Linked DNA regions of Cyprinus carpio: region 2 is linked to region 1. A link is a contact called in public Hi-C data. All regions are on one chromosome and are shown on one strand. Each heading gives the region's core, a stretch centred on a gene start, on an enhancer-like site or on the middle of the called end of the contact. The rest is flanking DNA. Distances are from core to core; before and after follow the strand shown. Region 1 holds the start of LOC109050719 (serine/threonine-protein kinase pim-3-like). Region 2 overlaps il17rel (putative interleukin-17 receptor E-like).

What was found. Hi-C and Micro-C count contacts between places; a contact is called where the count stands out from the background.
Region 2: a contact with region 1 is called in a Hi-C map of skeletal muscle, with 5 times the contacts expected there. The contact joins the enhancer-like site here to the promoter of LOC109050719 in region 1. A contact is called at or near these places in 6 of 8 Hi-C or Micro-C datasets (liver and skeletal muscle).

What each region holds. Positions count from the first base shown.
Region 1 is chrB25:14,325,770-14,328,388 of ASM1834038v1, forward strand. LOC109050719 (serine/threonine-protein kinase pim-3-like) reads right to left here and starts at 1,294. Exons shown (of 6, transcript XM_042752890.1): 1 at 674-1,294; 2 at 330-439; 3 at 186-236; 4 at 1-105. The coding sequence starts at 761.
Region 2 is chrB25:14,374,527-14,377,145 of ASM1834038v1, forward strand. It overlaps il17rel (putative interleukin-17 receptor E-like), which reads right to left. Exons shown (of 18, transcript XM_042753207.1): 18 at 1,442-2,292. The coding sequence ends at 2,284. Among protein-coding and RNA genes, the nearest start is that of il17rel, 8.9 kb to the right of the region's middle. Within about 2 kb of position 1,300, at least 3 of the 8 cell types and tissues checked have an H3K27ac peak or open chromatin away from gene starts, as enhancers often do. A contact at or near this core is called in skeletal muscle, where this site is marked.

The sequences.
Region 1 (2,619 bases), core at 44-2,543:
CCAGCCGTCGGCTCTCTCGTACCAATCGATGAGCTTAATGACCCCCTGAAACGTGCTCGCGACTTTCTTCAACAAAACGATCTCGAGTGGAACCAGCGAGCCGTTCTGGAATACAAACACGCATTTTAGAAACAACCCAGCAATGAGAAGAAAACCAACACGTAAATAAAGGCTTGTTTACTTACAATCGTACCCCATTCGGTCACTCTCTCCTTAGCGACGTGTTTTATCGCAACCTGGAGACAAAAAGAGAAAATCGCGCGTGTGAATGCGTGACTGTGGCGCCAAACGCGGCCATGTGCTGCCACCAAAACAAAGCCTACGCTTACCGGTAACGCGTCTGAGATCCGAGTACCGGCGTACACTGTCCCGAACCCGCCGCTTCCCAGCACCGAGCCCACATGATAAACCTTGTCAAACGGCTCCCTTTCGGTCTTGGCTGTAAAACGAAGGAGAGAAGCAGTATGGGTTAATGTGTTGGTATAAAAACGCGATTTAAACCGAACGTGTACTATGCACGGTTGGCAACAAAATGGCTCCATACGCAGGTCACGGAAAGGCGCGTGCCTGGATACGTCGCGTGTGGAAAATTAGAAATAAATAACACGCAATTAAATGCGGAGTGAAAGTGTATATCGCTTTTGTGATATTGAAGAACGACGTCTAACGTTACCTGCTTGAAGTTGAATTTTCACCGGCAAGTGTTCGATGTTGGTCGTGCTGCAAATATGAGAAAAAGATCCAAACTTGGACAGTAACATGTTTGTCGCCTTCTCAAAACGATTCTCAGTCCTTGCGATGCGTAACTGTGCTTCGGACCGGGAAACACCGGCACTCTCCGTCCTTCACCGAGAACTGCGGATTCCCTTCAGAAATGCAATATTTTGGTGGGACTCCGCGCGAAAATCCCACGAGCAATCGCAAAACGATTTCGATTCCTCGTCTACAAAGGTGTCAAGCTCCGGTAATTATTTACAAATGTCCCCGCGCACCCATAGTGAGAGAGAACTGCACACGTTTGCGCTTTTGGGTCTGCTCGGTTGATATGTCTGTGTGTGTGAGAGAGAGAGAGCGGGGAGACCGTATTAACTCTTAATTCTCGTGCTGGGCGCTGGACGCGTCGCACAGATCCCTCCGCGACGGATAGACGCACTACTATCAAATTAAAAACAAACGCCCTTCTCAAAATTCTTTAGTGTTTCAAGAAGGAAGAAATACTGCGTGATAAAATGTAGAATAACGCTGTAAATGTTTAAGCGTTCATCAGTAGTGATAAATAGTGGGTTGGTGAATAGTGCGAGACGCCCATGGATACCTGCTTTATAGCGCTTAGGCTATATAACAAGACCAACCACGTTGCACAGTTTATATAATTGCGCTGTGACTAATTGGGGTAATATTGCTGGGTTGTGCCTGTATAATAATAATAATAATAATAATAATGCGGTTTTAGCAACAACAACAATTAATTATTATAATAATAAGAAATATTAATAAAGCTTATTATTTTTATTGTTGTTGGTGAAGGGATCTGTAATTACTAGACTGCGCCTGTCACAAAAAAATAAAAAAAATACAAATTTATATATGTATATGATGCTTTAAATTGATCAGAAGTGATGATAAAGACATGTATAATGTTATAATGTAACAAAAGATTTCTATTTCAGAATAAATGCTGTTCTTCTAAACTTTCTATTCATCAAAGGAACCTGGAAAAAAAATCTGTTTAGCTGTTTTCAACATAATGTTTTTTTTGATCAGCAAATCAAACTTTTAGATTGATTTCTGAAGGATCATGCGACTGGAGTAATGATGCTAAAAAATCAGCTTTAAAATCACAGGAATAAATTACATTTTAAAATATAATAGAAAACAGTTATTTTAAACAGTACAAATATTTCAAAATTTTACTTTTATTTTGCTGTACTTTTGATTGAATAAATGCAGGCTTGGTGAGCAGAAAAAACATTAAAAACACTTCTTTAAAAAAACTTTAAAAATCTTACTGTACAAAAACTTTTGACTGGTTTATGAATAATGAATATTAATTAAGCACATTGTTATTATTTTTATCTATCTATCTATCTATCTATCTATCTATCTATCTATCTATCTATCTATCTATCTATCTATCCGTCCTTCCGTCCGTCCGTCTGTGTGACTGTCTGTCTGTCTGACCGTCTGTGTGCGTGTGTGTCTCTGTCTGTCTGACTGTCTGTGTGTGTGTGTGTGTGTGTGTGTCTGACTGTCCATCTGTCTGTGTGTGTGTGTGTGTGTGTGTCTCTGTCTGACTGTGTGTGTGTGTGTGTCTGTCTGTCTCTCTGTCTGACTGTGTGTGTGTTTGTGTGTCTGTCTGTCCGTCTGTGTGTGTGACTGTCTGTCTGTGTGTGTGTGTGTGTGTGTGTGTGTCTGTCTGTCTGTCTGTGTGACTGTCTGTGTGACTGACTGTCTGTGTGACTGTCTGTGTGACTTTCTGTCCGTCTGTGTGACTGTGTGTGTGTGTGTGTGTGTGTGTGTGTGTGTGTGTGTCTGTCTGTGTGTGTGAGTGTGTGTGTCTGTCTGTCTGTGTGACTGTCTGTGTGACTGTCTGTTCTACCTACTTTCTTTTTGACTTTC
Region 2 (2,619 bases), core at 50-2,549, 49 kb after region 1:
ATATAAATATATACGATTATATATATTTGTTTTCATAATATATGTGTGTATACTGGGGTATATATATATTATAGGGCTGTCAACATGATTAATCACGATTAATCATATCCAAAATAAATATAATTTTGTTATACATAATATATGTGTGTATACTGTGTATATTTATTATGTATATATAAATACACACACATGCATGTATATATTTAAGAAGAATATGTTATGTTTATATATTAAATATAGCCCTAATATATATATAGTGTATATAGTATAGTATATATAAAATGTGTTATTGTCTTTTAAAAATCACTCATGGAATAGCAAAGTGTCATACAGTTGCATCTGCTCTATGAATACTTCCTGTTCCTATATCCTATCGTGTGTGTCCTAATATGCATTCTTCCCTACTATAAAGCAGAAAAAACAATAGCCTATGTGAAATGAGTAGTGTTCATAAAACAATATGAGAAACACCCTGATGACATAGGCCTACTGCTTCCATCGAGTTTCCTAAGTGCCACGAGACCATAGAAGAGGAGTTGTAAATGGCAGTGAGGCGACTGACGCCGTAAGTCACATGACACTGACAGCATTGAGGGGTGTAGAACATCTGAACTTCACTCATACTAAACACATTCAAACTATATAGAACATACATCAAATGTAATACCTACTCAGAGAGTATGCCATTTCAGAAATACTGTTTTTTGAATACTACCAGTGAAGTAAGCATATTCTGAGATGAGAAGCTCTCCCTATCGGGATTTATGGGTTCAGACACCAACAGATGGTATGAGTCTATGGTAATAAAACTGACCAAGTCCAGAAGGTTAGAGGACAGGGCTGGTGGCTATTGACCCCAACCAAAAAGGTCAGATGCGGTCACTGGCAGCTAAGTGGAAGTAGCTAAACATACGACAACTCAGCAAATGCTTTTGTCTCTGTTTCTTTTTTCAGTGCTTTATCCCTTTATCCCAAACACGTTTTGGAGGCAAAGCGCAACCAGTCGAACATTCTGTCAGGGAGGTACAGAAAAGGCAGCGGTCTGGTCCGTATGGAAAGTATCAAAGGGGAATGCTTCACTCCCAGCTGAAGACTAGCAGACAGCAGGTGGAGTCTGGAGGCAGCGATGAAGTCATTGAGGCCAACAATTTTCACATGGGTTTGTTTTACAGTGTTTACCAGAGTCAAAAACTCCCTAGCGCTAGCACCCATATGCCACACACACACACACGGTTCCATAAAGAACCTTTAACATCCATGGAAACTTTCCATTTCACAAAAGGTTCTTTAGATTATTAAAATGTTCTTCACACATTGATTTTAAGAAATGTTCATTGAAAGGTTATTTGAGAAGCCAAAGATGGCTCTTCTGTGGCATCACTGTGAAACCCCCTTTATTTACAAGTGAACCCTGTGAACTCTGAGTATGATAAAAAAAAGAAAAAAGAAAAGAAGTTTATTCAGTTGATACTCATAAAAACACAATAAAATCACAGACTAAGTTGGACAATGATGGCATCTCCCCAAAACTGTATTTGTCCAATATCTATGATTGAGCTCTATTGTTTGGGCTTTACTCTATCCTTCAGGAATGTTTTCATCAGCAAACCCCAGAGCCGATTCCGCCCGGCCCCTCCCATCGGCACAGAGCCGCACCGTCCAGGAATGTCATACAGTATCTCTGCATCCTCAGGATCAGAGAAAAAAGTGTGTCATCGAATATCATGACGACAGGCACAGGCGACACAGTAACATGTGCAGGTGCAACAGTTTGTATGGCAGTGATCCAACACATTGGGGTTACACAAGAGTCTGTAAGCTGACCACCCATTTGTGACCTAGTTTCAAGCCTGATGTGAGAGAAATATCAAAAACTCGTTCACACTGCTGACACAGACATTCATTTCTTAGCGACCCTGCCCTCTGCTGTACAAAAGTAGTAACTCAGAGGTGACAAAAACAAATTTGATTATGCAAAGCAGGAAACTATTAATGTGTCGCAAAAATTCAGTCTTACATACAAATGCTTCAAATTCTGTGGGCGTTAATACATTGCGTGATATAAACTCATATAAAAGCAGCTGTTGCATTATGCATAAAAAAACAATGTATTTAGATATATTTTTCAGATGTTACAACTTGTAATATGTGCATCAGATAATACATAAACAAGTATTATGTTAAGCTTCAGTCTTACAGTCAAACAAACAAAAAAAGATTATACATGCATGCTTCACTGAGAACTGTCCTACAATCTACATCCTCTTGCTGAGAAGGCATGTGTCACTGATTCTGTTAAAAGAAACATAAGACATAATTTATTTGTTAAAATAACCACAAAAGACCTATTCATATCTAGATCTATTATATCTATAACTAGATCAATTATGTTTTCTAAAGAAAAGTGTGTCATGTTTGCCCATACAAAACTCATTGATTTGATGCTGGATGTTTTGGGTGGTTGTCAGGTCATTGTAATAGGTTGCTAAGGTGTTCTATGTTGTTTTTAAGCAGGTTGCTATGCAGTTGCAAAAGTAAAAATGCAAAAAGATGAAAAAATGTAAACTAAAGGAAATCACAAATTAAAATACCTGACACTTGATATATACCACATTTGAA